Linked DNA regions of Mus musculus: all the other regions are linked to region 1. A link is a contact called in public HiChIP or PLAC-seq and promoter capture Hi-C data. All regions are on one chromosome and are shown on one strand. The core of a region is the stretch at or near the end of the contact, and the rest is flanking DNA. Distances in the headings are between cores, read along the strand shown.

Region 1 (2,700 bases), core at 146-2,645:
AAGTTTGGAGCTGAGACAAAAGGATGGACCATCTAGAGACTGCTATATCCGGGGATCCATCCCATAATCAGCTTCCAAACGCTGACCCCATTGCATACACTAGCATGATTTTGCTGAAAGGACCCAGATATGGCTGTCTCTTGTGAGACTATGCCGGGGCCTAGCGAACACAGAAGTGGATGCTCACAGTCAGCTATTGGATGGATCACAGGGCCCCCAATGGAGGAGCTAGAGAAAATACCCAAGGAGCTAAAGGTGCAACCCTATAGGTAGAACAACATTATGAGCTAACCAGTACCCCGGAGCTCTTGACTCTAGCCGCATATGTATCAAAAGATGGCCTAGTCGGCCATCAACAGAAAGAGGCCCATTGGACTTGCAAACTTTATATGCCCCAGTACAGGGGAACGCCAGGGCCAAAAAGTGGGAGTGGGTGGGTAGGGGAGTGGTGGGGAGGGTATGGGGAACTTTTGGGATAGCATTGGAAATGTAAATGAGGAAAATACTAAATAAAAAATATTAAAAAAAAATTCACAGTGGAGTACTAGAAGTCTGTAGAGGAGTTGAGCCAAGGAGTGGGAAGGGAGGAACTATTCAGCTGGCTAGGAAGGAAAGTGGGTGTGTCGGTATGGGCTACGCTGATTGGGTGGCTTGAAGGACACGATCAGGAGAGACTGTGGAAACAGCAGAGACTAGACAGGAGGCACTATGGACAAACCTTTCCCAATACCCAGGCTGTCTTACTTAACCTACTTTCACATTCTCTTAAAGCTACCTAAACACATGGGATTTCACAACCAACATGCATGTTCCCAGCTGACACTCATAAAAGTTCGAGCGTTGAGAAGCTATTACACCCAGAGCCCTCCCACTAGACATGGCTTCGAGGTGCTAGGATCTGGCTGGGCTTGTAAGGTGAGACTAAGGTCAGACTGAGGAGCGGGGAACGGGGTAAGGAATTGGGAAGGGGTCAGTCGAGCGCTGGAGTTGGAGGCTCAGAAGGAAGATCACCAAGCTAGAGTCAGTGGTCACTTGCAGGAAATCTGGGTTTAGTGTGGGGATGCGTACTCGAATCCAGGGTCCAGGTACTTCAGAGTCAAGTGTTGGGAGTGCATGCTTGTGGAAGTAGGGGGTCAGACAAAAGATCTAGAGTTAGGAGAGAAGGGCCAGGATCAAGTGAGGATGCGTGCAGGCCGGGGTTTAGGGACCACCCAGAGGTTATGGGTGGAGAAACCACCCAACGTGGGTGGGGTGACGCACCCCGCCGGTGTCCGCACTCACCCGAGGCGAAGCGCCGTAGTTCTGGGCAGCGGACTGAGGACAACAGTGAGCTACAGGCTCTGGGCAGCAGAGCACGCAGGGCCGCCATGGCGGAGAGACGATGTGTTCCGCCCACAGAATCGCCCCGCCTGCAGAATCGCTCCGCCCCAGATCCCAGGCGGGATGAAGACGGAAGCTTAAGGGGTGGACCCGTGACCTGAGCGGGCTGGTACAGAGGGCGGGGTGGGGCAGCGTGGGGTGCTGGGCTGCGGTTCTTGGAGTAGTCTGTTAATTGCATCACTTTGGTGGTGTGCCCTTGGCGGGTGCCCGGTTTACGAAGCCAGACTGGGAGACATGGCTGTGCCCTTTCCCCTGTGATGGCCGTATGCTTTCGTTCTTGACCAGGGGAAAAACTACGGGAAGACGCGATCACAGATACAGTAATAAAGCATAAAGCGGTAAAGTGCAAGACGGTTTTGTTTAGCTTTGTGTGAGGGTCTTACTTCATAGCCCTGGTTGGCTGGAACCCTCCTTATGGGCCAGGCTGTTTCTCAATCTCACAGAGATCCATTTGCCTCTGCCTTCCAAATGCTTGGATTAAAGGCATGAGCCATTATACCCTGCTCCAGAGGTATTCTTTACATGACAACTGACTAGCTTCATAACACCAGGTTAGAAATAGCTGTGATTTTACAAGATGAGAAGATTTCACATAAATTTAAAAGAAAGCCAATGTTTTGTTCACGTAAATTATCTTGAATTATAACTTAAAAATATTTAGCAAGTATTATCAGGCCTTCATTTGTATTCTTGCCCTGGTCCTGCAAACCCTAGGATAGAGATAAAGGACAGAATCTCCAGACAAAAGCAAGCTTGATACTGTTATGCCGGGAAGTTTGTGAACCCCAAAAGTCCACCAAGGAGCCTTTTCGATGTAATAGTATTAGGGTCTCTATTACAGGCTCAGGCTTGGGCCCTCTCCTCCAACTCAACCCTGACACAGCAGGACAGGAAGGGAAGGCAGAGAAGCCTTGAACTCTCATCTGGACAGGGCTTTACAAGAAATGGAAGGTAAGAGAGGGGGTGTCCATCTTGGAAAGTATCTAACTGAAGGTCTATTGTAAGCCGACTGTATTCAGTCACAAAGGGTCTGAAAGTGCATCTGAAACAATCAGGCTAGTCTTTGTTTTACTGTTGTTAGGAAGTAGCTACAGAGTAACGCTGGCCAAGGACAAGCCATGGGGTCTTTCCTGGTACGTGGGTACAACCTGGGTTCTTCTGTAGGTCAAGTTCTCAGGCTTTTTTTTTTTTTTTCTTTTAGATAGAGGCTGGTCCCAAGATGGAGTAGGTTTGGATTCTCAATACTTTAAAGAAAACAATCCAAACCAGAATAGAACAGTCAGCAAACTTTATTTCAAGACTAAGATAGAATATAAACAG
Region 2 (2,700 bases), core at 9-2,508, 1.3 Mb after region 1:
GTTATTATAAATAAGTACATTGTAGCTGTCTTCAGACCAAATGGTTGCTCTCTCCCATCCTGGTCTTAAGACACCCTGTGGGTCTTAAGACACTCCAGAAGAGGGAGTCAGATCTTGTTAAGGATGGTTGTGAGGTTGTTGGGATTTGAACTCAGGACCTTCGGAAGAGCAGTCAGTGTTCTTATCCGCTGAGCCTTCTCACCAGCCCCCTAGCATTTTTTTAAAGACAGCATCTCATGTAGCCATTGCCCTCTCTATCCTCCTGCCTCCAACTCTGACACTAGGCTTTTGGCTTGTGGATTTTGTTTTGGTTAATATTTTGAGTCAGACCTCACTGTGTACTCCTGCTAGCCTGGAACTTGCTATATAAGTTCCAGACGGGCTCAAACTCCTGGAGATCCATCTGCCTCTGCCTCCTGAGTGCTGGGATTAAAGATAATTTTTAGCTTCTCAATCCCTCACTTTCCGACTCTCAAGGAAGGCCTACCTAGGAGCTGCTGTAGATTCTCTTTTACCTCTATTCCAGGGAGGAGCAGCACCCTCAGGCCCCTCCCACCCTCACCTGGGACGCTTCAGTGTGGAACCCAGAAATTCATCAGTCCAAGATCCCGACGTACCCTCGCGCTCACACCCACTTGCAGAGGTCTATAGGAATCCAGAGGGAAACCCCGGGCCGCAGCCCTGGGCTCCACCTCCCCACAGAGACTATCTCGGGCCAGTCGGTTCCCTAAGGACCCGTGAAGTAATCATCTGCCCAGCGCCCCTGACACACACCGGGCAGTTGGAACATGAAGCCAACAGACCCCTTCTGCGTGAGGGTCCCTTTTATGCAGCTCTTTCGAGCAACCTCTTTCAGGATCGCTTCCTGGAGGTGCACGAAGATAAACCCAAGATAGGGGGTAACAGAGAGGCAGAAAACACGGGCAGAGAGAGTACCAAGCCCCTGCGGCTCACTCGGGGGCAGGGTCATCTCTGCAGCCGCTGACCGTCCCTGTCTGCCAGCGCAGACAACATAGTAGGCCTGCGCCAGAGAAACAGATGCAGGGTCCCAGAATCTCAACTCCACAAACACAAACGTTTGCCCAGAGTCAGGACTGCAGGCCAGTGAGCTACACAGCTGCCCTGCGCGCCTCACCTTCGGAAGCGCCGCTGGCCACCAGGAGACACGCAGGCCTGCTTGGCAGCCGCTCGGACGCCATGGCTACAGCCCAGGCGGATATTTGTGCGAGGGATGGGGCGGGGCGGGGCTCGCCTGCAGAGAGCGGAATGCGCATGCGTGAGGCACGAAGGGCGGGGCTCGCCGGCAGGGTGCAAGGTGGGGTGGGAGAAACAACGCGGAAATTGAGTGAAGATGGGGGCAGTTTGCGCATGCGCATGGGGTAGTGGTTGAGTGGCAAGCATGCGAGGGGCGGGGACTGAGCGGGGGCGGAGCGGGGCGGAGCGGGGCGGGGGTTGGAGGCGGAGGCGGGGGAGGATACGCCCTGGGTCCCTGAGTGGTCGTTTCCTGATTGGAAGCCACCGGTACAGACTTGTGGCCCTAGGGCACATCAATTAAACCCAGTGGGCCGGGTAGATGTTTCCGAGTCCGAGTCTACCACAGAGCTACTACGCCTTGGGCCTTTGCCCGAAAGTTGAGCCTGGCTAAGTGTGTCAGGGAGCGATGACCGGTCGGGCGGACAGGGTGAGGGGCACAGAGTTGGGTCGTATGTGGGCGGGTCTTCCTCTGCCGGTTTGTGAAGATCCAGAAGATACCTGGGTCGGTTGAGTTTTGTATGTTCCTATAGAGGATGGAATGTCACTTCCTGAGCTGTGGACGCCTCTGGAGGTTCTGTTGAGTTTCCTGAGGAAAAGACCAGATTGGGGAGGCCAACCTGTATCTAAAGCGATTTACTTCTGTGGGACTCCTGCTGGGGCTTAGGAAAAGGAACCTGGAGCCCAGGATTGTGTGTTGTCTGAGTGGCGACTTTTGAAGATTCACAAGCCACAAGCTTGACTAGCCATCCTTATTAAATCCCCATCTATTGACATGAAACCCTGAAATTGAAGGGGTCAGATTGGCTAGTGTCCACATACTCACACAGTTCCACCTTTGTGCTGCCTCCAGAGTAACATTAAGGCACCAGAAGTGGCAGAGCCAGCAGTAAGCTTGAGTCTTGTGGAGAAAAGTATTTATATTGAATTCAACGCCCAGGTATTAGATATAATTTTGTAAAGAGACTACCATTCCAGGGAAATGTATAGACAGGGCAAATTTTACCCTTGAGGAAGAGTGTGCTGGAGAAAATGGTGAACAGCACCCCAAGACAGGAAGAGCATTTGATTTTGTTTTAACTCAGGTGGTGGCTGTTTCTTTTGCCCACTGACTGGAGTCCGACCTCACAATCTTATTAACTAGTCGGGAAAGACTCAACATACAAGAAATGGAGGAGGGGAAAGCAGTCCCTGACTGAAGGAGAATCACTGTTCCAGGCTAGTATAGAGAAATACACCTTTGGGTAAACAAAGCTTTTACTAGGTGGAAAGGATTAAACATTTGCATAAAAGTCTTACAAGGTGAAGGAGATAAAAATATTTGGATTCTTCATTCTTTTTTTTTTTTTTTTTTTTTTGTGTTTTTGAGACAGGGTTTCTCTGTGTAGTCCTGGCTGTCCTGGAACTCACTTTGTAGACCAGGCTGGCCTCGAACTCAGAAATCTGCCT
Region 3 (2,700 bases), core at 51-2,550, 1.8 Mb after region 1:
GGCTTTCTTCAAAGTCAGGAAATCAGTAATCTATCCCAAGGAGTTACCTGTTACACACACACACACACACACACACACACACACACACACGCACACACACACACACAATCAACACCAAGCTGTCAGGGTGAAAAAACTCTGGGAAACCACAGGCTTTGCAGGCACACTCAATATTAACTTCAGGGGAAAAGGCACTGAGGTGCTGATCAGAACAATGTTCTACTCCACACAGCCACAGTTGGCTAACAACATCCCACCCACACCAGTCTCAGGGAGCTACTGGGAGGCCATACACACTAGGGGAGGTGAGACAGGTAGTATAATAGAACCCAAGACAATCCTGAAGAGACAACCCTGTTGGGTCTTCCAAGTTCTCTGCTCCCCTCTCCTCGTTTATAAATGAAGAAATTGAGGCTTGAAAAGGTAGCCACTAACTAAGCTCAAGAGGTAGTACCCTATTTTCTATAGATGTTAGGGAGAAGAGGAAACTGTCACAAGTAAGGACAGACTACAAAGTGGGATCTTTCACCATTTCTGAAACCAAGGAGACCAGGTTATCTCTCTCCTTTGGGGGACCAAAGGTGTCCGACTCCACTCCTCTGAGAGACGGGGAACCAAGGCACCTCTCAGTTTGGGAAATTAATGTAGTCAGTACCACTCTCAATCTGGGAGACCAAGAGTCAGGGCTTGTGTCCATCTGGGAGACCAAGCAGGTGATAGATCTGAGAACGTAAGGGGTTCAGGGCCCTTTCTATCTGAGGAACTAAGGGAAGTCGGGGTCCCACTCCATCTGGGGACCAATGGGGTAAGGTTTCTTCTGTGTAGAGGAACCCTATTCAGGGCCTCCACCCAGGAGGACCACGGGAGTCAGGATCCCTCTCCATGAAGGAGGCCAGGAGCTTCAGGGCCCGTGGGCATCTGGGGAACCATCAAATTCTGCCTTCCTCCACCCCAGATGTCCGATAGACGAGAGTCGCTGCTCCGGGTGGGTACCCGAAGGTAGGACCCGCGAAGCCCCGGGACGGAAGAGCAACCCGCGAGGGGCCCCGTAAAAGACTGAGGAGTCCGACCCCAGGCTCCACTGCCCCAGCCAGGCTCTGGCCCAGAGCACTCACCGGCCCGCGCTGCGTGCTGACGGTGGTCGCCATGGTGCTGCGGCGGCCCTCTGCCTCGCCAACTGCACAGAGACCCGCCGGGAGAGCTCTTCCGCTCCCACCACAAGCTGCGTCGCCGACCGTTGTCCCGCGAGGCAATCGGCTCTTCAGTCAGCTGACAGTCGCCCCGCCCCGCCCCACCCCGGCGTTCCCAAAGCACAGAGCTTGGCAATAGCTGGCCCCGCCCCTTCCGGCTAATCCGCGCACGCGTGTTCCGACCTCAGGGGGAAATGGGTCTCCCGTACACGCCTGCGCAGTGGCTCCCTTCGGGCGCTCAGCAGCCCGTTAAAATGGCTGTCAGACTGTTTGCGCATGCCTAAACCTGAACACTCTCCTGCGGGCAGAAGCCTGCTCACCCAGTCGCATACACCTAGAACAGGGACGCACATCTCAATTCGGTCGAGTTGCCACAGCGTCTAGTCACCTAACTGGAGATAGCTGTGATACCACCGCTTGCAGGTGCGTGATCCGCTTGGAGAAAACTGAGGTTTGGCTGCCTGAGCGAAAAAAAAAACAGATGGCAGTAGAACCAGCTACCCTCAAGCTCTTGAATTACCTCAAAATTCTGTGGGAGGGAGAACATTTATATTTAAATTTTAAAAGAAGAAACCAAGCTGAAGGAGAGACAAGAGTGGGACGGAAAACTTCCACCAGCCTTGGATTTGCTAAATGAATGGAGAGATGAAGATCTGTCCCTAGGAAACCCGGGCCACCCACTCTTGCCTTTTCAGAGCACTCTCTTCAGAAGAATACTTGGCCAGATAGAACCAGGGTAGTTCCTATAAGGAGTTTACCCTATGGTGGTCACCAGTCTGTAGGTCCCCTTTTACTTGTGCGGCAATAGACTTGGTACTGTCTAGGAGTACCAAGAACATTTCCTCACTCACACCATGTTCTCTTGTGTTCCTTTCATCTTTAAGATTACATCTTCCAACTCTAGTGACAGTCTCTACCTTGGCATAACATGGGACTGCATCTGGGCTCTGTTCCTGGACACTGATCTATATCCAGTTCTCACCGGTCTCTAGCTCCTGTTGCCCAAACTGTCATCTCTATGCTGATAAAGCTAAGACACAAAAGACTATCCATTGTGGCAGACAGAGTTTTAAAGAGACCCCTGATCTCTCCTGGTGTCCACATCCCTGCTCAATCCTTTCTTCTTGGTTATAGACAAAACCTGTGACTTGTGTCTAAACATGCAGCAGACAACCTGTTGTATAAAATTATATCTGGATAGCACAATAGGATCCCCTTGTGACTAAGACCACACATATGGCCTCTGATGAATCCCAAATCCTTCAGTACTAAGCAGTTTAAAAAAGACACACACCACCACCAACAACACCAAGGGGGAATTGTTCCCAAGAAAAAACTTTATCTCATAAAATGCTTCAGTACGTTCCTGAAATCAGTTCAAGCCCTGGCACAGTCTGTCAGAGCAGAACCACAGCATTTGTTCTTCCTTGACTTAAAGCTCTCTCATGGTGGGGATCACGTGGCTGGACATAATCTTACTTGTTTCTACTAGATTTGCAGCAGATAGAAA
Region 4 (2,700 bases), core at 34-2,533, 1.2 Mb after region 1:
GTCTTCTCTCCAAGATGGTTGGCGCCACCCTTAGGGAGTCTCCAGAACCTGTATCTGCTTCATCTAACCCTCCTAGCCCTTCCCCATCTGCCTACACTTACTGTGGCTTCCACAGAGCTGAGGCGGCTCCAGACCAAGCAGCCTCCCCTGCCCAGGAGCTCTGGACTCCTCACTCCCATGTGCTTGGGGCCCCAGCTGAACAACTGGCTCAGGCCTCTGAGTTCTTGGAAGTTGTCCCTTCTTCTCTCAAGGGCCTTCTACCACCTCTAGGTCCTTTTTAAAAAGTAGAGAGCTGGGTGTGGTAACATACACATTTAATTACAGAAAGCAGAAAGCAGAGGCAGGAGGGAGATCTATGTGAATTAGAAGTAGGTCGACACAGCAAGTTCCAGTCCAGCCAGGGTTACAGAGTTAAAAAAAACAAAAACAAACAAACAAACAAACAAACAAACAAGAAAAAAACTGTCAAAAATCTTTACTTTTAAATATTTTTTAGATTTTCTTGCTTTTACTTTATGTGTATGAATGTTTGCCTGTACATGTCCTACATGTATGTACACCATATACACCACATGTGTGCCGTGCCCACAAAGGCCAGACAGATTCTCTGGAACTGGAGTTATAGATAGTTGTGGGTCCTGGAACCCCAACCCTGGTCCTCTGCAGCAATAACCATCCCTAAAGGCTGAGACAGCTTTCCTTATTAATTCTGTGAGGCACAATCTCACATAGCACACGCCTCATACTTTTGATGTGGCTGATGGATGGCCTCGAAGGCTTCTAGGCAGGCACCCAGTTTAATGTGTTGCTGGGGATAGAGGGGAAACATTCTGCCAACAGAGCTAAGTCCTGAACCCTCAGAACCTTTCAAAGAGAATAGCAGAGGACCACCCATCACAGGCACCTAGTGAAGAGATGGAAGTGTTACAGCCCCAGGGCGAGTTAGCTTGGGACCTTCCCTAACTACTTACTCTTCCCTCTTTGGATGTCACTATCCGGGGCCTGCAAATGAGAGATAACAAACAAGAACCATGCAGCAAGCACTATCTCTAGCATTGGGTGACCTCACTCTGGTCTAGACTAAAGAATGAGACACAAAGAACCCAGGTCACCTAGGCTGGGGTTCAAGTGCAACTTTCCTAATTATAATACAACTCTCCCTGATCCCTACCCAGCAAGTCAGCAGGAATGGGAAAGGTTTGCCCTACCTGTGGGAACCCAGCTGAAGAGGGTCTGTCCATAGGTTGGGTAGATTTGCCCTGGACAAGAACGAAGAATGAACTTAAAACCCCCAAACCTAGAGTTGGTTTCTAAGCTACTTAGCCAATAAGCTCTTCGTGTGTGGGACTGCTGTGACTACTGCTCTGTGCCTAGCTCCACCACCAACAAATATTTCCATGAACAAGGCCCATCTCTGTCTGGGGACAAGCATGTCTTTGTGATCTGCCAACCTCCTGACCACCCACAGCAGGCCATTCAAACACAGGGCTTCCTATACCACTCAGAAGAGGCTTTCCCGTCTTTCTTAGAAAAAGATATAAAATAGTTGACTTCTCAAGGTAATTGGAGGAATGACAGAGAAGCTGAGATGTCCCTTCTACCTGGGTGACCCAGCACAAGATGCACACTTAACCTGGGGACAGTGATGCTTAGCCAAAGTGGCTAAATCTCTGTGCAAATCCCATGAAGGGACCCTGGACATGGGTGAATGCCGAGAAAATGCTTTTTGTGTGGAGAAGCAGAAAGGATCTACCCTGGCCCTGAATGTTCCCCTGGGAGTATTGAATGCAACATGACAGGCAAAACTGTCAAGTGTCAGAGAGAAAGCATGGAGAAGATCTGTAGCCAAATAACTTGTGCTCAAACAAGAAGACGTGAATTTGAGTTCAAAGAGACAATGTGTGTGTGCTGCTATGGGGCATGGAGCAGAGAGGAGTGATGGCCAAGCTATACAGCTCTGAGCATACAAAGCCTAAGAGTCGCTTGCCAGGCATGGTGATTCGTGCCTGTCATGTTATCGTTTGGAATGCTGAAGCAGGAGGATTACCATGAGTTTGAGGCCAGAGCAGGCTTATAGTGCTACCCTGCCCCAAAGAACAACCAAAACTTCTTTTGTTGATCACCACTCCCCAAAGTGCTGTCAAGAGACACATTGCACACTGAGTGGTCTTAAGTGCACACCTCACTGTGGATGGTATTAGGGGCACAGCTGCTTAAGAACTTTCTTCAGGGTTTGAGGTACAGGCGAGTAGCAGGGGAACAGGGAGAAGCACGGGGTCGAGTTCAAGGAGGATCTTTGGATACTTGGTTAGGACTCAGCATCCCTAAGGTGAGTTTCAAAACTCAGAGAGCCCTGCTAGGCTTTCCACCTACAGGTCCTGAGCAAGAACTTTCTGAGGGGTCAGAGAGATGGTTCAGTGGTTAAGAGAACTGGTCTCTCCTCTAAAGAAGCCGGGTTCAGTTTCCAGCACCCTTGCGGCAGCTCACAACTGCCTTAAAATTAAATAATATAATATACAAAAATCTTTCTGTAACTTCCCAAATAAGGCATTTGAAACCTCATCTTCCTGCTTTGAGTGCAACAGTGGTGTGTATGTGTGTGTGTGTGTGTGTGTGTGTGTGTGTGTGTGTGTGTATACATGCTTACATGCCTGAGTGCAAGAAGAGTCAGAGACCAGAGGTCAACACTGATTTCTTCTC
Region 5 (2,700 bases), core at 182-2,681, 1.4 Mb after region 1:
AGGACCCTTACAGCCTATATTTATGGTGGGCCTCAATCAGACTAATCTAGAAACTTCCTGACAGGTGTGTCCAGATGTTTGTTTTCATGATGAGTGTAGTAGATCCTATCCAATATGACAACCAAGATTAACCATTTTTTAGACATGGCTCAGTGGGTAAAGGTGCTTCCTGGGACTCACAAGGTGGAAGGAAAAAAATTGACTCTCACAAAGTGTCCTTTGAGTTCCACATTGCACACCCCTTTCAATAAATAATTTATAATGAAATTATTTAAAATACTAACTATAGGATGGCTGTGGTGACTCTCAGAGTCAGTACAATGGAGGAGTCTGAGAATCTCCTGCAGTCTCATTCCTGTCTGGGCATAAGCAATGGGATTCCTATTGCCACCTGTCCAGCACTCCTTATATGGCCCAGAAGCATCTTTTTGATGGTGCAGACAAGCTGGAGGAAGTTTATTTTCTGGTGCTGGCTCTTTCACCTCTTAAAAAGTCAGGCAAATTCAGCAGCCTCACCAGAGATTTGGCTTATTATGTTCTCAGTTTCTTCCATCAGTCCTGGGACCTTGGTGGACTGCCTGATTTATAGGAGGGTCGTGCCTCTTATTCTCTGGACTAGGCTCTACCACATCTGTATAAAAGCAAGGGACAGAGAGTTCTGCCTAGTGGGTCTGGATCATGATAACCACCTTAGGTGTGAAGCTTCCTCTTCACAGAAGAGAGCTAGGGAAGAGCCACCATGATCTCCACTTCCTGGAGTGGTGGGCCAATCCCGCTCTTCTGCAAAATGGGTCCATAGGAAGGATCCAATGGGGCCACCTCGCTAGAGAGGGGAACAGGGGAGCAGAAGCAATAAGCAAAGGGGCCTGGATGAATGCTGAGAGGTTGTACTCCAGACAACAGTCACCTCGGCAAGAGTGGTCAGTCTAGCTTCAAGCCTCAGTTTCCCCATTTGTAAGGGAAGTAGGAACCTGGAGTAGCGCTTCCTTTTGTCCCAGTTTAGAGGCTTGTAAACGCCTCTCACTCCGGTTCCACGCCGGTGGCCTGGGGTAGGTCAGTCCAACTGCCAGGGCTCTGGGGCCGGTTTGCACAGGCAAAGGTTGACTGCTGTAGGTGCTAGTGCAGCCCGCTCCTCCCCTACACCCCTGTGTGACACTGGGTTGATCCCGCACTGGTGTCAGTGTCTCTGTCTAGGTAAAGCCGGGCTCACCCGTGAGAGCGAGATCGGGGCTACTCCGGTATACATTGGAAGGATCCTTCACCAGGCGGTGATACCAGGAGGTGTAGCGCCTGCGCGCTCCGCACAGCTCCGGTTCTCCAAGCAGCAATCCGGCTCTATCCCGCGCCACGCCCCCATCCTCCTCGTCCTCCCCCCGCCCCCCAGCACCGCGAGAATGCGCACGCTCTCTTGCACCGCCCGTCGCCGGGCGCGAGGCTCAGCGTGCGCGCCAGCGCGTGCGTCGTGCGTGCTCGCGCGCGCAGCCCAGCGAGCGGCGCTCGGGGGCCCGAGGCGGCTGTGGCTAGGCGGCTCCGCGCTCCAGGGCTCTTCGGCGTGACCGCCGCGCCCGTGCTGTTCTAGCCCGCCGCCGAGGCCGCTCCCGGGGCGCAAAGATGCCGGCCGTATCCAAGGGGGACGGGATGCGAGGCCTAGCGGTCTTCATCTCCGACATCCGCAACTGTGAGTGCCAGACGCCGGGCGGGCCTGAGCGGGGGCGCGGCCGGGGGTCCGCAGGTGCGGCCGGGGGTCTGGGGGGTTCGGCCGGAACGGGGAGAGGGGTGTGGGCCGGTGCGCGGGTCCGCTCAGGCTTGAGAAGGAGGGCTGTGGAGTGCAGATCGCGCGGTGGGGCGGGGGTCCCGCGCGGGCGCTTAGGGTGCAGAGCGCGCGTCCTGGGTGCACATCTGGCGGGAGTTGGTAGCCTGCTGCGGGGGGACCAGACTGGGGTGATGGTGGTGGTGTCCCAAGTCCTGACCCGAAGATGAGGTGTAGAGTGAAGATTCGTGCTGGTGAGTGGGGCAGGGTCCTGGAGGTGCAAATCTGGCAGTGGGGTTGGGGTAGGAGCAGAGATGTTAGGCAGAGATCTGGGGTGCGGACCCCTGGTAGAGTGATTGCATGTATGGGTTTGGACAGTTGGGAGATTGCCTGTGGGTGTTCAGACTGAGGTGCGGGGCTTAGGTGTCTTGAGATCTAGGTGTAGCGATGGGAGTGCGGGGCGCGGTGGGGAGTCTGTGGGGTTTGTGGCACAGTCGAGGGGTTTCCGGCCCTAGACGCCCCTCCCCAGCATGATGTCATCTTGGTCTTTCTAGTAATGGAGCCTTTAACCCAGCCTTTTCCAAAACAGCGTGGATTTCTCTTTGGGCGGGGATAGGGACACTATACGTCTCTCGGACCTGATTCAGGCGGCATGTTGGGCGATGATTAGATCTCACCCACTGCGATTAAAGTGACTCATTCCCCCAGGGAACCGGGAGCAGCCGGGTGTGGATGCTGGAAGCTGCGCCTGCTTCTCCGCTGAGCAGTTCTGTAGCCAGTGTCCCCTGGGTGGAAAAAAAAAATCTGCTCAAAGTGAAATGGGTCGGAAGGTTAAAGGTCAGGCAGGGCGGGTGCCCAGGACTTTGGCTTACAGAAACTTCTGAGGGTTATCAGACACCCCCTTACTGATGAGAAGAAAAGCCATTTTCCTGTCAGTTTATTTTTTTCTT
Region 6 (2,700 bases), core at 12-2,511, 1.3 Mb after region 1:
AGAGAATGCCTCTGTCCTCAAGATTAGCAAGTCAGTCGGCAAGGCTTTTTCCCTTTGGCGAGTCTGGAGCTCCCTATGTAAACCAGGCTGGCCTTGAATCCACCTGCCACTGCCTCCAGAATGCTGGGATTAAAGGTCTGTACCACCTTGCCTGGCTCCGTTTTTAAGAAAAAATTAATTTTAAGATTAATGATTGATAAGGGAAAGCCCATAGCACCACGGTGAGTGGTGCCATCCCTGAGCAGGTGGTCCTGGAAGTTCAGGGCTGTAAAGAAAGGAGGCTGTGCAAACCAAGGGAGGCAAGCCGGTGAGAAGTTTTCTCCAGGCGCCTTTCTTGCAGTCCTTGAGTGATAGATTGTTACTTGGGAGGGTAAGGTACAATCAACCTCGCCTAGTTGCTTTGGGTGGTGGTGTTTATCACAGCAATAGAAAGCAAACTAAGACGAGTGGTAAACAAAATATTAACAGAAAATATCCGGCATACACATATATGTGTAATAGCTTGAGCCAGCATATTCAAAGAACTGCAAATCAATAATGGGAACACTGTAAAAGAAACTGCCCTTACTATTTTTATTCATGACTGAAGATTCAATTCCCCATCTCAACTTTCTCAAACTGCTGCTTATTCCAGACAGACTTCCAGCCAGGGGAGATGCAAAATCATGGGCAAGGGAAGGATCACCCAGCAGCTTAAGGCAACACCAGAACCACTCCATCTGGGAAGCGGAAACTGGTGGCTTTGCCAGAAGTCGCCCATGGGGCCATACACCTGTATTGATTCTCAGACTGTGCTTTAGCTTGTCTGCCTGTAAGCAGGGGCTGCACCGAGCTTGACTTATCGCGATCAGCAGAGAGGGCGCAGCTCCCAGTCCCTAAACTGGGAGTAGGGGAGTCCCACAGCTGGAGAAAGGGTGCACTTCTGAAGCCCCTGTAGGGAATGCACAGTTGGAGGCAAGGACCCGCTCAAGGATTAGCATGGGTGTGGAGCGAGAGCGCTGCCACCCATCCATCCGTAGTCCGTGGGGTCTGAGGCTTACTGAGCGCGCGTCTCAGTAGAATCCGTTGTCTGTTCATTCTACGCATCCGAGCTCTAGAGGGGTACAAAGAATCCACTCTCCTTGGACTGGTAGAAACTAACCACTCGCTACTGGGGAAGAGAACTCCGACCGTGACACGGGGCGTGGTCTATGGCAAGGTCTCCAAGTACATGGGCGGGGCTCGTCGTCAGGCTTCATTTAGCTTTGCTTTGATTGGCCAGGACGCGCGGGGCATTGTGGGTTAGCACGCACCGGCTACCGCCTCAGCTGTTCGCGTTTCGCCATGTCGGGGTCCCCGGTAAAGCGCCAGAGGATGGAGTCCGCCTTGGACCAGCTCAAGCAGTTCACCACCGTGGTGGCCGACACGGGTGATTTCAATGGTAAGAGGACGCGGTGCATGCGCCCTATTTAAGCTGCTGCGCCCCCAATTTTGGAACCAGCACCGGTGTGGGTGTCAGGGGCGGGGCCTCGCGGGCGCTGGAGCTGGGATTGGTGAGTTTGCGGAACCTTCAAGGATCAATAGCTCCTGGGCTATTGGTGACCCTGGGAGCCCGGCGCGAAGCCTCGGTGGGTAGAGGTAGTCCGAGAAAGTCTCCCTGACCCGGGGTGCCCCCACCCCTACTCCCAATTCCCTACGATGACACAGGCTCAACTTTGGAGCCAGTGCAGTCTGCAAGACTGGACACCATCTGCTTTTTGCAGCCTGTTGCACTGGTTTTCCACATGCAGCTGGTTACTCTCTATGGGCAGTACACAGCATGGCTGGAGTCAGACCAGTTGCACACACTAAATCAAATGGTTATCATTGTCATACTTCCTTCTCTTTTGAGACTGGGTCTCACAGTGTAGCCACAGGCTGTTCTGGAACTCCTGGTAATCCTTCTATCTTAGCCTTAGTGCTGGATCAGGCAGTGCCACCATGCGCAGCTCCAGTACTCAGATTTTCCTGGACTTGGTAGGGACGCGGAAAACAGGTGGAAAGACTTGTGCTGTTAGTCTTGCTCTCATCCTTGGAGGGTGGTGGAGGTGATCTCACATGTGCTGTGAGAAAGACTTTCAGGAAATGCTCCGTGTGAGCTCAGTACAAAAGCACTTCTGCTCTTTTCTGCTTTCTCACGGTGACTTGAGAAACAGGCTTTAATTCCTCATGAGTAAGTGCATTGTTTATCTCTCAGAGAGTCGCAGAGAGTGATTAGGCATATTTGGGCTGCTTAGCTATAAAGGACAGACTTGATGTGGGTCTAATAGCAAACCCGTCTGACACAAGCTGTGTTCGTCAGCTTCCAGAAATCCATCTGGGAGTCCTAAGGTTTTTCCACTGTGTGTGTAGTGCAGAGTTTACCGGCTAATGTTTGTGAAGAGAGCAAGAGACAGGCATGGTAGCTCACACCTGCATTTGGGAGGCAGAGGCAGGCACATCTTTATGAGTTGGAGGCCAGCCTGGGCTACATGGTTCCAGGCTAGCCTGAGCTACATAGTAAGAGCCTGTCTCAAACAACAACAAAGAGCCAAAGAGCACATTCATTGACAGTGTGGCTTAAAACAAATAATTATAAACATTGTCAGATTCAAAATCTATTTTATATACTTTATTTATTCAAAGTCTTTTTTTTTTTTTTGTCAGATGGTAAAGGTTTCTTTTGGTGTTTATTTGTTTGAA
Region 7 (2,700 bases), core at 40-2,539, 1.3 Mb after region 1:
ACATTCAGGGTTCTAGGCTCAGGAGACAGAGCCCAGCGAGCCTCACTTTGGGGGAGGAAGGTGATAGGGCTAAGGACAAGGGACAGTTGTGGGGTAGGGGTTCACACCTGATGTGCGGGGAGAAGAGAGGTTTGGAGTTAGGGCTGGGACAAGGATGGCCTTTGTGTCCAAGAAGTAGAGTCAAAGCTGGACAGAGATGAGGACAGGGTCAGGAAGGAGCAAGGGTACTCACCTTTGAGGACCAGGGAGCGAAGGCGCAGCAGACTCCACGGAACCTTGGCTAGGGTGTCATCCAGCAGCTGAGGGTCCTCATGGGTGCTGAGCCGCAAAAACTCCACTTGCAGCAGCTGTGGGGGCTGCTGGGAACACAGGTACTGTAGCCGATGGCAGCCCCCTGGGCGTAGGTCCAAGTTCAACTGGTTCCCAGCCGGGAGAAAAGGTGCTCCAGGCCCGGCATCCACAGCCTCCAAGGTGGATGTTGCAGCATCCTCTGCAGCAGCTGCAGTTTCCTCCGGCTCCTGCCCCTCCAACACTGCAGCCATCACCCATGGAAGGTCCTCGGGGACCAGACATGTCCCAGCTTGCCAAGCAAGCCTGCTTAGGCAAGGCTGATAGAAGCTGGAGAAGCAGGGGGAGGAGTAGGCTGTAGGGGACCAGCTCCCCCTCCAGGTCAGAGCAACAATAACTCAGCTTGGAAACCCGGGAGCTCTTGAGACCACCAGCCCAAGAACCCTGGGCACAAGGGGTAGTGAGTGGAGTGGTCACTGCAGCCCTACGGCTTGCATCTGTGCTGGATCCTTCTGCCTGGGAGGGGCACCAGGCAGGGCGACTCTGAACAGCATAGCTTGGAGAACTCTGCTTAGATCAAGGACAAGGAGAGGGTTTCCACCTCAATTCTGGAATCTGCCCAAGTGATCCCTGATCCCTACAGGGCTCTGGAAATAAGGACACACTTTCTATCTTCACACCCAAATGCATGGGGAGAACCCAGAACCTTCTTCCACTGCAGACGTTCACTGTGCCCGAGAGGGTCAGTAAACAGTGCGAAGGGGAGCCAAGAGGACTTTGGGGTTCTTGTGCTAGGGTCCCATATCGCGGTCCCTAGTAGACACTCTTGAGCCACAATTCCCAATTCACACCTCCGTCAAATGGGGAAAGCAGAGGGGGTCTCGGTAGGTGAGGAATCGCTTTGGTCCCGCCTCTGGAGCAAACTTCCCGCCTCCCATTGAGTACCTGCCACGCTGATCTCCCCGCCAGTCTAGGCGCGCTCTGTGCTGCCTTCCCGCCGGCGCGCTTCCGGGCGGGCCACCCGTCGGGCTCCGCCCCTCCGGGCTAGCCAGTAGGAATTCTCCGAGGTTCTTATGGCTCCTTCCTTTTCTGTTGTTCGCACTAAGGGAAGCCGGTGACCCGCAGGAAAACTTACACTTTCAGATCTCTGCAACCCCAGACCTGTGGTGGCACTGCATAGTCTGGGTCTCAAGTGCATTCTAAGACAGGAATTTTGGGTTAACAGAGTATTGTCACACTCCTTGCTAGAAGCTAGAACCTTGAATGCTGGCTTCCTGGGGGGAACCGCTCTAGGAAAGTAGTTCTCAGTCTGTAGGTCGCGACCCCTTTGACAAACTTATATCTCCAAAAGATATTTACACTGTGATTCATAACTAGCAAAATTACAGTGATGAAGTAGCAGGAATAATTTCATGGTTGGGGTCACCACATCATGGGAACTGTCAAAGCATTAGGAAGGTTGAGACTCAGAGTCTCCAGGACTTCCATCTCAGGCTTTGCAGTGAAGTCCAGCTTATTGGAGCTAACCATTGATCATTACTGTGGGCCAACTCCCTACCTAGGCAGTGAGTTGCCTGGCTTTTCCTCCCTGACTTAGGTGGGTCTCAACACAAACAAACTTGAGATAGAAGTTCTTGCCTGCTGGGCGTGGTGGGCACTTCTTTAATCCCAGCACTCGGGAGTTCGAGGCCAGCCTGGTCTACAAAGTGAGTTCCAGAACAACCAGGGCTATACAGAGAAACCCTGTCTAGAAAAACCAAAAAAGAACTTGCCTAAGTCCTTTAGTTGATTAATATTGAAGCCAACACCCAGAATCCTCAGTGGAGCTGGTGGACTGGAAATGACCAAGTGACTGTTCTACAGTCTAAGTGATGGGCAAGCTTCCTGCAAGGCCTCTCTGCTTCCATTCTAGCACCTGCCTCTTTCTCACTGTTTCCATAAAGGTGCCAGATGGTGCTTTATAAAAACCAGCCCCAGGGGCTTAGTCTAATTGTGCTCACCTCAAGTGCAGTGCCTTTCTGAGATGGGAGAACTGCTGCCCCGGGCTGCACAGCAAGACCTGTCTCAAAAGCAATCATCCTAGGAATATTCCTTAAGTTTATATTAATGAGCATGGTGGTATTTGCCTTTAATCTGCAAATGAGCTCTTCACCATTGAGCCATCTCTCCAGCTATTTTGGGTATTATTTTACAGTTAAAAAAAAAAAAATCACAGCCGGGCAGTGATGGCACACACCTTTAATCCCAGCACTTGGGAGGCAGAGGCAGGCGAATTTCTGAGTTGGAGGCCAGCCTGGTCTACAAAGTGAGTGCCAGGACAGCCAGGGCTACACAGAGAAACCCTGTCTCGAAAAACCAAAAAATAAAAATAAGTAAAATTCACGACAGTTGGTGGTGGCTAATGCCTTTAAT

The links. Promoter capture Hi-C pulls out the DNA fragments that hold promoters and counts their contacts. HiChIP or PLAC-seq counts read pairs in DNA pulled down with a chosen protein or histone mark. Capture Hi-C pulls out chosen DNA fragments and counts their contacts.
Region 2: a promoter capture Hi-C map of pre-B cells shows a contact between it and region 1, with 5 times the contacts expected there. The contact joins the promoter of Gatd1 here to the promoter of Echs1 in region 1. A contact is called at or near these places in 6 of 39 promoter capture datasets (the C10 cell line, cranial neural crest, frontonasal cranial neural crest and 3 more) and 1 of 115 datasets of contacts at active chromatin or transcription factors (embryonic stem cells).
Region 3: a promoter capture Hi-C map of adipose tissue shows a contact between it and region 1, with 3 times the contacts expected there. The contact joins the promoter of Tollip here to the promoter of Echs1 in region 1. A contact is called at or near these places in 3 of 39 promoter capture datasets (the C10 cell line, liver and pre-B cells) and 2 of 9 other capture datasets (adipose tissue and liver).
Region 4: an H3K27ac HiChIP or PLAC-seq map of embryonic stem cells shows a contact between it and region 1, with 4 times the contacts expected there. The contact joins the promoter of B230206H07Rik here to the promoter of Echs1 in region 1. A contact is called at or near these places in 2 of 39 promoter capture datasets (embryonic stem cells and hippocampal neurons) and 4 of 115 datasets of contacts at active chromatin or transcription factors (T-cell acute lymphoblastic leukemia, embryonic stem cells and pancreatic cancer cells).
Region 5: a FOXA1 HiChIP or PLAC-seq map of pancreatic cancer cells shows a contact between it and region 1. The contact joins the promoter of Ap2a2 here to the promoter of Echs1 in region 1. A contact is called at or near these places in 3 of 39 promoter capture datasets (the C10 cell line, embryonic stem cells and pre-B cells), 1 of 115 datasets of contacts at active chromatin or transcription factors (pancreatic cancer cells) and 1 of 9 other capture datasets (adipose tissue).
Region 6: a promoter capture Hi-C map of pre-B cells shows a contact between it and region 1, with 6 times the contacts expected there. The contact joins the promoter of Taldo1 here to the promoter of Echs1 in region 1. A contact is called at or near these places in 4 of 39 promoter capture datasets (the C10 cell line, hippocampal neurons, liver and 1 more) and 3 of 115 datasets of contacts at active chromatin or transcription factors (T-cell acute lymphoblastic leukemia, embryonic stem cells and pancreatic cancer cells).
Region 7: a contact with region 1 is called in a promoter capture Hi-C map of pre-B cells, with 5 times the contacts expected there. The contact joins the promoter of Pidd1 here to the promoter of Echs1 in region 1. A contact is called at or near these places in 2 of 39 promoter capture datasets (cranial neural crest and pre-B cells), 4 of 115 datasets of contacts at active chromatin or transcription factors (embryonic stem cells, extraembryonic endoderm stem cells, large pre-B cells and 1 more) and 1 of 9 other capture datasets (liver).

What each region holds. Positions count from the first base shown.
Region 1 is chr7:140,115,026-140,117,725 of GRCm38.p6, forward strand. Echs1 (enoyl Coenzyme A hydratase, short chain, 1, mitochondrial) reads right to left here and starts at 1,396. Exons shown (of 8, transcript NM_053119.3): 1 at 1,282-1,396. The coding sequence starts at 1,369. It also overlaps a transcript of Paox not described here.
Region 2 is chr7:141,412,867-141,415,566 of GRCm38.p6, forward strand. It overlaps Gatd1 (glutamine amidotransferase like class 1 domain containing 1), which reads right to left and starts at 1,259. Exons shown (of 8, transcript NM_172116.4): 1 at 1,136-1,259. The coding sequence starts at 1,199.
Region 3 is chr7:141,901,161-141,903,860 of GRCm38.p6, forward strand. Tollip (toll interacting protein) reads right to left here and starts at 1,301. Exons shown (of 6, transcript NM_023764.4): 1 at 1,116-1,301. The coding sequence starts at 1,148.
Region 4 is chr7:141,363,827-141,366,526 of GRCm38.p6, forward strand. B230206H07Rik (RIKEN cDNA B230206H07 gene) reads right to left here and starts at 1,284. Exons shown (of 2, transcript NR_033532.1): 1 at 1,209-1,284.
Region 5 is chr7:141,560,749-141,563,448 of GRCm38.p6, forward strand. It overlaps Ap2a2 (adaptor-related protein complex 2, alpha 2 subunit), which reads left to right and starts at 1,432. Exons shown (of 22, transcript NM_007459.3): 1 at 1,432-1,678. The coding sequence starts at 1,612.
Region 6 is chr7:141,390,899-141,393,598 of GRCm38.p6, forward strand. It overlaps Taldo1 (transaldolase 1), which reads left to right and starts at 1,262. Exons shown (of 8, transcript NM_011528.4): 1 at 1,262-1,420. The coding sequence starts at 1,324.
Region 7 is chr7:141,442,736-141,445,435 of GRCm38.p6, forward strand. Pidd1 (p53 induced death domain protein 1) reads right to left here and starts at 1,290. Exons shown (of 16, transcript NM_022654.2): 1 at 1,234-1,290; 2 at 233-618. The coding sequence starts at 542.